2 separate regions of the Mus musculus genome follow, and region 2 is linked to region 1. The links are chromatin contacts, called in public promoter capture Hi-C maps. All regions are on one chromosome and are shown on one strand. The core of a region is the stretch at or near the end of the contact, and the rest is flanking DNA. Distances in the headings are between cores, read along the strand shown. Region 1 overlaps Camsap2 (calmodulin regulated spectrin-associated protein family, member 2). Region 2 overlaps Ddx59 (DEAD box helicase 59).

Region 1 (4,936 bases), core at 1,678-4,177:
AACAGCCTTTGAATTAAGCACTACTATAAGTATTTTACAGGGGAAAAAAAACCCTATGTAATGGATCTGTAGTTACACAACAGGCAGGCAAAGCAGGCAGAACACAACCACACACCATTCTTACAGACTCAATGCCAACCTAGACTTCCAGTAGACTCCCAGCACTACAGAATAAGCCAAGTTCCCTCCTGGGGACACTAGGTGGCAGAGTGAAATACAGTATTTAGGAGTAAGAGCAAAAAATACTGGTTATGAAAAACAAAAACAAACTCAGATGCTAGGCAGTGGTGGCGCACGCCTTTAATCCCAGCACTTGGGAGGCAGAGGCAGGCGGATTTCTGAGTTTGAGGCCAGCCTGGTCTACAGAGTGAGTTCCAGGACAGCCAGGGCTATACAGAGAAACCCTGTCTCAAAAAACCAAAACCCAACAAACTCAGGCAAGCTCCACGTGCATCTTACTAAAAGGGAAAAGGATGCTGGGCTCCACAGTTCTTGATTTTGGTGAAAGCTGAAGTATCACCCAAAGGCCAACAGCAGGCTCTGTAGCTGCATTACAAGGAGTGGATTTTTATTACCTTCAACTAGTAAGAGTCTAGGCAAAAATAAGTTACACATTATGTGTGAGAAATGAAGAGCTTTGGGGCTGGAGAGACAGTCCAGTGAGTAAGAGCTGTTGGTGTGTATGCACAGGGATCTGAATTTGAATCCACATCACCCACGTAAGAAGCTAGACATGACCACACACCCAAAAACCCCAGCATTGGGAGAATGGAGACAGGCAGGTCCTGTCTGGAACAGCTAGCTTGCTTCCAGTTCAGTAAAAGACCCTGTCTCTAGGGAATATGGTAGAGTGTGTCCTCTGGTTTCCAGACTTACACTCACGAGTACAAACACCCACATACTTACTTGTGCCATACACATGCATAACACATATCCTTGAAAAGTCAGAAATGAAGAGTTTCTAAGTGTTGTAAGAAGTGTCAAGGCTACATAACTAAGAGAGAAATTCCTAACATCAACACTGGTCTCAATCCCATACAGTGCCTATACCTACTAAGCCCAAGCCCTTTAAAGGGGCAGAGGAGGAAACTAAGGCTTAGATTATAAACAGGAAGTACTTGAGTCATTCTACTGAAATGGCACATATAGACTTTCTTTTAAAGAGTTAATCCCAATTTGTAATTAATACTTCACATATATTAAAGGTTTGCTATCATGGTTCATACTTAACCTTAAATGGTAAATGAAAAATGTTTAATGTGGCTATTCTAGATAGACATATAAAGAAACTGTGTACCAGCAGTCAAATTAATACAGCATGTAGTTTAAAAGGCAGTAAGTTTAAAAAGCATCTTTTCTAAATATGACCAACGTCATCAAAAGATGATAAAATTTCTGGTCTTAAATCCTAGGTTAATTAAATGAGCTCCAACAAATCCCTAGTGCTATTGTGCTCCGATGCCCTAAGCTGCCAATCAGGTAGTGGGAGCAGTGTAGCATAGTTTGTACACCAAACACTAAAGGACTTGCTGAGAAAGGTGAGATGCACCGCACATCCCAGAGCACAGATGAAGAGCAGTGCAGGTTCAAAGCTAGACTGAGCTACACAGAGCCCTGTCTCAAAAAGCCCAGGGATGTCGTTCAGCGTACACTTGCTTAGTATGACCGAGGCCCTGGATTCAATCTCCAGGACTGAAAAACAAGTAATGTAGTACATATCAAGAATAGTGCTTGTGGTGATCTGAATGAAAACAGCCCCCACTACAGGAATGGCACTATCAGGAGGTGTGGCCTTGTTAGAAATGTGTCACTGGGGTAGGGCTTTGAGGCTTCAGATGCTCAAGCCAGGCTCAGAGACACTCTCTTCCTGCTGCCTGCCAACCCAGATGTAGAACTCTCAGCTCCCTCTCCAGCACCATGTCTGCCTGTGCACCACCATACTTTTCACCATAACAATCATGGACTCTCTGAACTGTCAGCCAGCCCCAATTAAATGTTTTCCTTTATACGGGTTCCCATGGTCATGGTGTCTCTTCATAGTAATGAAACCCTAACTAAGACACTGTTAGGACATATTTTTAAAAGACATTATGCCATGACCAGCTGATTTTTTAAAAATGAGAAATACAATGGTTCAATATGTGCAGCCAATAAACAGCACACAGACAGACAGGAGCAGAAACCGCATAATCATCTCAATAGATGCAAAAGGAAGTCTTTTGACAAAATTCAACATCCCTTTATGACAACAACGAAGCTAAGCTAGAAGGGTCACACTTCCACATAATACAGGTGTGGAGGACAGAGTGACAGCCAGATCAGAACTAATGAGGAAAACCTGAAAGCTTATTATTCCCTGAAATAACTGAAAGCTTAGCCAAAGCAGTATGTCAGTCAAGAAACAAATAAGAGGGATGGAACCAGGAGAGGAAGAGATCAAACATCCCTGTAGGAATGGTGCATGATCCTATAGTTAAGACTTCAGAGAGTCCACCTGAGGATTCTCAGCTCTGAATAAACTCCATCGGCAATAACGAAGTCAGTGAAACAGAAGTGAGGGAAAACAATAACCTCACAAAACAACTACCACAACCAAGATATTAAATACGTGTGGAAGACACTAGAAGGCAGAAGACCATGTGCTCAGAGGCTGGCAGAATTAACACTGTGACTTATTATTATTAGCAAAAGCTATCTTCATATGCAATGCAATCCTCTTCAAAACCTTCACGGCACTCTCCACAAGAAGAGAAAATTCTACATCTCACAGCAAAATACAAAAGACCCAGAATAATCAACGCAACCATGAGCAACGAAGAGGAATGCTCCAGGTATTCACTACCTGATTTCAGATGGCACTACAGAGGCTCAGCAGTAACACAAACCAGGCATCAGCTGGCAGAACAGCTCAGAAAGCCCAGAAGCAAGCCCACACCTGTGCAGCCACCTGATTCCTAGTAATGAGGCCGAAAGGTGAGGGACAAGCCAGCCTTGTAAACAGTGCTGCTGGTAGAGCAGATGTGCACATGTGGGAGAGGAAACTAGAGCAGCTGAAAAGACAAAGCCCCAGTGCTGACCTGAAACTAGGGGAGACACTTCAACATCTAAACCTGAGAGACACCTTTCGGAATGACTCCAAAAGCTCCGGAAATAAAAGCAGGAGTTCAAAGACATGAGTGCGTCAAATTAAAAAGCTTCCGTATTTCCGTATAGCAAAGAAATAAACTGCTAGAGTGAAGAGAAGAGAGCACACAGAGCAGGAGGTCTTTGCTAGACACTCGCCTAACAGACTGTTAATAGCCAGAATATAATAAGCATCTCAAAAAAGTTACACATCAAAGGAGCAAATAATTCACTCAACAAATGGGCTAATGAACCATACACTTTTAAAATTAATAAGTATGAATAGCACATACATACATGAAAATGTGTCCAACATCTTTAGCCATTAGGAAAATGAAAATCAAGGTACAGCAATAGTCCATTTCATCCAAGGCAGGATAAGTAACATCAAAAATCAAGTGTAGCAAGGCCATGGAGGGTGTGTGGAAGGAGGGAACTCATACCACATTGGTAAGAATGTGAACTAGTTCTAGCTACTATAAAAATTCAGTTTGGAGATATCTCAGTTACTATTCTATTGCTGTGAAGAGACACTATTACCAAGGCAACTCATAGCAGAAAGCATTTTCTTGGGGGCTTGCTTATAATTTCAGAGGGAGAGTCCATGACCACATGGAGGAGAGTGTGGTAGCAGACAAGCAGGCATGGCACCAGAGCAGTAGTTGAGAGCTCACATCCTGATACATAGGCAGGAAGAATAAACAAGAGTGAGACTGGCTGGACCTGGCTGGCTTTGGAAACATCAAAGCCCACCCTCAGTGGCACCTCCAAAGTTTTCCCAGAGAGTCCCACTCAATGTGGACCAAGCACAAGCCTACAGGCACCATTCTCACTCAAACCGCCACAGAAGGTTCCTCAACAATGAAAACTAGATCCCACACCACTTTGGGGTATACCAAAAAGACTCAAGAGTCACTTTCCTATGGAGGTGCTGTCATACCTACTCACAACAGTCACATTACAGAACTGGCCTGGGGCGAACCAATGGATCAAGAAAAATGTACACACACACACATTTTATTCAAGCATAAAGAATGAATTGTCATTTGTAAGAAAACTGGAAACATAAACAGTAAAAAGGGAACCATTAGAATGTAGACAGGGGAGGGTAGGGTGACGGGATGGCTTGGGGAAGCTGATCTAAGTACATTATATGTATGTAAGAATAGAGAATGTCATAATGAAAACCCACTGCTTTGTACAATTAATCTAAGCTAATTTTAAAAGAAAAGTGTTAGAGGTTATAGAAGGTGTCAGAATAAAAATGAACTGTAAACTCTCAGGGGGAAAAAAGCCACACTCCTGTGGAAAATTCTACAACGATGACTAACAAATCTGTAATTGTGAGAAGTTATAATGCTACAAATCTGGAGCCAAATTATTTTGGACTGTCATTAGCTCCTTTTCTAACCTTCCTTTCTCTTTGTTGGAGAAAACCACCTTGTAGTTATACATGAAACTAACTCACAAGCTAACAATGTGTTTAGATAACTAAAACTTTCCCCCATTTTGCTATTACCTGTCTACCTACTATACATGGTAAATGCTGCGATTTATGACTTCTTTTTTGTTTTATAGGAATAAATTTCATGAAACTATTTCCACAATAAAACATGTTAGTTATGGCAACCCGAGTCTATGTTCTTAGGCCTTAGTCACTCAGACCTTGCTTAGGACAAACACTTGTTCCTTATGTGAGATGACACTAGTTTCCTCTGACAGGATAGATGGACAGATGGATGCCAGCAGACTGTGTGAGCAGAGAGGGTCTCAGGTCTAACTATAAGAGCGGTCACTCTCAAATAAACGAATC
Region 2 (4,936 bases), core at 1,546-4,045, 120 kb after region 1:
CAGAGCAGGAGTGAGGATGAGCAATGTTGGACAGTGTCTGGTAGACTAAGATGTCCAAAGGAAATGAAAAATAATGTAACGGAAACCTTTGAAAGGTGTGCTGAGTCAGCGCCCCCTGGATGGCTGTGGGTAGAAGTCAGGGTGGCCGCACTCTACCTCTTCAGGGCACTTTAACTTTTGTGCGGCAGGTAGGGAGGGGTTCTAGGGCCTGTCAGCCATCCTGGACCATTATGATGCAAAGGAAGTATCTGGTTGTGTGTGGAGTGTCTGAAGCTCCTGCCCCAGTGCCTCAGTATTAAGGGGTGTGGTTTCTTTGTAGCTCAGAGGGAAACAGCCTTATCAGTTGTTGGTGCTGCAGAAGTTAGCACAGGAATGCTGTCAATGTACCGATTAACCAACTCCAGGCGTTTTACATAGAATTGCAGAAATATTTTCATTGTGATTCAAACCTACGTAATACTGAAATTTTGAGAAGAAAGGCATACACTTGAAATAAAGGCAAAAACATTATACTGTCTACCGAGACACAGAAATACTCAAATAGGGACTGGTAAGGTGGCTCAGCAGGTGAAGGTACTTCCTGCCAAGCCCCAAGCCAGATGACCTGAGTTCAGTCTCCAGAACCTGCATGGTAGAAGGAGAGAACAAACTCCAACAAGTTGTTCTGTAACCTACAGACAACACACACACACCACAAATAAATAAATAAACAACATTTTTACTAAAAAAAAAAAAAAAAGTACTTAGATAAACAGTATAGTCCAATGATTGGCAAATATTTTCTCTAAAACAGCAGTAGTGGTGAAGAGCACTGACTACTCTCCCAGGGGACCCAGGTTCAATTCCCAGCACCTACATTGCTGCTCACAACAGTCTGTAATCCCAGTTTCAAGGGAGCTGATGACCTTTCTGGCTTTGGGGCCAGTATGATCTTTTGAAACTAACCTGTACAACTGTAGCAGTATGAAAATCACCAGAGTGGGATGGTGGCATATACCTCTACCTATGCCTTACTGAAGTGCCAAAGGCAGGAGGATCATAAAGTCAAGACCAATCTAGACTTCACAGATAGCAACACTGGGCCTCAAGAAAACCAAGAGGATAAAACAGAAACAAAAACCCAGATGTGGGGCTGAGGAGAGATCTCAGTCAGTGAAGATGCCCTAGTCAGCGCGATACCCGAGATCCTACCATACTAAGTGTGGTAGTGCACACTCAGTGTAGTCCTAGAGCTGGGGAGTGGAGACAGGCAGAAGGGCCAGCCAGTCTACCCTGCTTGGCAAGCTTCAGGCCACTGGGAGATACCACAACGAAAACCAGGGAGAATGGCACCCGAGGTGGACCGGTGGCCATCACACAGGCATACATGTCTGTATGTATACAGGTCCATCTCCAGGAACACCACACACACGCAGACACGAGTACACACGCCTATAAACCCAGCCCTCACCTAGAGAAGCAGAGGCAGAAGGACCTCAGGTTCAGGAGCAGCATGAGTTAGAAAGCGACTCTGATTCAAAACATCAAGGACTGGGGGAAGGAGATGTGAGTGACTCTATAGATTAAGAGGATCTGCTGCTCTCGTAGAGGACCCAGGTTTGATTCCCAGTACCCACAAAGGAGCTCTTAGCTGTCTATGACTGAGTCTCAGGGGATCTGACACCTTCTAGTTCCTGTGCGTACCAGGCACAAGTAGGTACTCATTCATGCATGCCGACAAGCACAGTACACATAGGCTAAAAATAAATCTTTTTTAAAAAAGGATTGTGAGTATAATGGATTGTAAAGTACTTGCCTAGCATTTGCAAGATGTTGGGTTCTATCTATTACACCATTTAAAAAATATATTAGAAGAGGAGAACGGTGGCTGGATGTGACTGGTTTCCACACAACAGGTAAAGGTTGGAAAGTGTCTGATAGCCATAGCTTGTCAACTAGAAGGGAAAACTACTGTAACATAAACTACTGTATTATGCATATGATATGCTAATTGTCCAGGACAGTTAAGATCAGGTATAGAATTAAGAGAGTGAGTGTTTTTCACACTATTAAAAAATAGTAATGGGATTTGAACTGCTCCTTAGAAGATGAGAAAAAAATTTAAAAGCCGGAGGACAGGTGAAATATTCCAGTGAGATGAACAGTCAGAAAGCCCAAGTGACTTGTCGAGGAGGAGGAAGGAGCTGGAGGAATTCTTCCTGAGCAGCAGCAGGAAGTGGAGTTGGGTAGCCAGGGTGGGGTCAAATTATAGAGGCCCTGACGGGAGGCAGGAGCTTGTGGATCTGATGTGGGAGACAGTGAGGCCTTCTAAATTACTCGTTGGGCATAGCATGGTAAAAGTGGTGTTTTAGGGAGGCGATCTCCCTGCTCTCGGTACATGAGATTTAAAGAGGAAGGACCCAGAGACCAGGCATCCAGCGAACCAGCCAAGGAGTGAGGGGGTCAAGGGCAGGGTGGAGGCCCCGGGACTGAAGGGTTAAATCTGAGAGTCCCTGTAAAGTAATCATTTATGAGGCTTCTGATGACATATGGCATATGGGGAAAGAAGGCAGCTGGAGAGGTGACTCCAGAAATTATAGCTGTGCCTTTAATTTTAGAAAGGGTAACCGAGTAAATGTGGGTCCTGGTAATATTGTCTGAGCTTGGCCTTGCTGTGAACAGCAGACGACGGGGAATGCTTTTCTCCTGCACAGGGAGTGCACTGGAGTCTGTGATGTCTACTGGAGTCTGTGACATCTGGTCCTCCAAGAGAAGGCTGGAGGGAAGTGAGCCGAGAAGACAGAGCTGAGAGCCTGGCGTGTGAAGCTGCTGCTGAGTCAGTCAGCAGAGGGACAGGAACTGAGAGTGAGACTGTAAGGAGGGGTGATGACTGCTGCGAGAGGAGGGCCAGGACTCATAATCCCTTGCAGTTTGAAACCTCTGCTCCTGTCACCATCTGTGTCTCTTGTCAGGCCTTCCCTTTGCCCTAGAATAGTCCCACAACCCCATCCTGCTCTTTCCTCTCTGCTTCAGATGAGGGACTTTGAAACTGTCCCCATCCCTCTGCATGGGGACACAGCCTTCCTTCTTTCTGTTCTGTTGGACAGGCTGCAGACTGTGCATGCTCTCTGTACTGTGAAGCTGGCTATATCACAGTAAACCGAGCACAGGTCTGCCCAGCTTGGCCTAGTGTAACAGTAGGCTGGTGCTGGAGGGTGAGTTCAAAGCCAGTCTGAGGGCACTGGAAAGATGGCTCAGTAGTTAAGAGCACTTGTTGGCTCACAACCATTCTCATTTCCAGTACTAAGGGATCCAACACCTTTTCTTACGTCCACAGATACCAGGCAAGTACATGGAGCACAGACTTTCATGCAGGCAGAATACTCATACACATAAAATAAACAAATTCAAACCAGCCTGGGCTGCCTGGGAAGCTGTCTCTCCAAATAAATGGAAACAACAAACCAGTGAACAGAACCATAGAACTACTGCCCAGTGTGCCCGGCGAGTGTTATCTCGTCTGCCTTTCTCACTGGGATAGTCTGATTCAGCAGCCCAGGGATCTTGAAAACCTCACTCCAGGTGATTCCTAGATTTGAGAGGTTTGGGACACTGATACACTGTTTGTTACATAATTGGGTCTTATTTAGTGCTTAGAGTTAAAGTTGCCGAGTGTTTATAAAGGGCTTTTGGCATGCTAGTTGTCGTTGGTGTAGTGGATAGAGTGGAAAGGGATGCTTATGAGCTCTGCCCATGGAGCTGTGGCAAGTGTACCTATCCATGCAGTATGGCAGGGACAACCCGTGGGCTTCCTTAGATTGGTAACCACAGGCTGTCTGTGACGTTTATGCTGAGATGTGGATGAAAATACTTCTGGCAGACAGATTGTAACAGAGGACACCAACCCACATTAGTGGTAAAGTCTCGGCATGAAATTTGAAGAATTAAAACCATAAGTATCCCCAACATTAATTTTTTTTAAATTTAAAGTAAGTTAGTTATATAGGACATCCATGGCTAGAAGGAAATAAAACTCTGAAAATCCAAAAGTGATCCCTAACAGCCATGGTGGATCATGCCTGTAAACCTAGCACTTGAAAGCTAAGGCAAGAAGATCAAGAATTCAAGGCCAGCCCAGCCTGCATATCAAAATCTTGTCTCCAAGATCTAAGGCCAACAGATGTAGTTCAATAGTGGGACACTAGCATGTACAGATTCTGGGTTAGATTCTCAGCATTGAAAGCAAAATTGAACCCCCAGGCCCAATACACACAACTCCCTGGTCTTCTCCACGGCAGCAGTGTAACGTTTCAGGGCTTTACTCTGTAGCTCTGTACTCTGACCTTGAACTCAGTCCGCCTGCCTTGGCTTCCTGAGTGCTAGAATCACAGTGTAAACTGGTCTCCAGCTTAATTCATTTCCTGACTACACTGCTTACATTGTTTTGTAGTATAAATAGTATTGTGTCGTACAATGTTTGATAATTTTCTCCAAGCAATCATTTATTACCCAGTAAAGAGCTTTCTGGTCATTTCTCATAACAGCACAGTAATATATGTTGCCATAATTAAAAAGTGCTTTATTGGTAAATATGTGGTGTATCTATCTTCATAGCTATTAATAATAATAATCCAGATCATTAAGTTATACAGTCTATAATTTTACACATTTCCCTGCTGGTCTTTTGACGTTGTAATGTATTTTTCTGTGATTTAATTTTTCTGTCCTTAATCACCCAGCCTTATCCTGAGAAGTTCTGGGTTTCAGGGCTGAGTAAGCCTGACTGCTGACTGCCGACTGCCTTCGTTTCAGGCTGACACCATGTTGAAGATGGGCTTTCAGCAGCAAGTGCTTGACGTTTTGGAACACACTCCTGGTGACTGTCAGACCATCTTGGTTTCTGCCACCATTCCAGATAGCATAGAACAGCTCACAGACCAGCTTCTGCATAATCCTG

What was found. Capture Hi-C pulls out chosen DNA fragments and counts their contacts.
Region 2: a promoter capture Hi-C map of pancreatic islet shows a contact between it and region 1. The contact joins two enhancer-like sites. A contact is called at or near these places in 14 of 484 Hi-C or Micro-C datasets (the CH12 cell line, Th1 cells, bone marrow-derived DN3 thymocytes and 6 more), 4 of 115 datasets of contacts at active chromatin or transcription factors (embryonic fibroblasts, embryonic stem cells and fetal liver) and 3 of 9 other capture datasets (adipose tissue, liver and pancreatic islet).

Annotation. Positions count from the first base shown.
Region 1 is chr1:136,306,439-136,311,374 of GRCm38.p6, forward strand. The region is part of intron 2 of Camsap2 (calmodulin regulated spectrin-associated protein family, member 2); the gene reads right to left. Among named protein-coding and RNA genes, the nearest start is that of Camsap2, 37 kb to the right of the region's middle. Within about 2 kb of position 2,928, at least 10 of the 459 cell types and tissues checked have an H3K27ac peak or open chromatin away from gene starts, as enhancers often do. A contact at or near this core is called in pancreatic islet, where this site is marked.
Region 2 is chr1:136,427,521-136,432,456 of GRCm38.p6, forward strand. It overlaps Ddx59 (DEAD box helicase 59), which reads left to right. Exons shown (of 8, transcript NM_026500.3): 5 at 4,792-4,936. Among named protein-coding and RNA genes, the nearest start is that of 9230116N13Rik, 14 kb to the left of the region's middle. Within about 2 kb of position 2,796, at least 35 of the 459 cell types and tissues checked have an H3K27ac peak or open chromatin away from gene starts, as enhancers often do. A contact at or near this core is called in pancreatic islet, where this site is marked.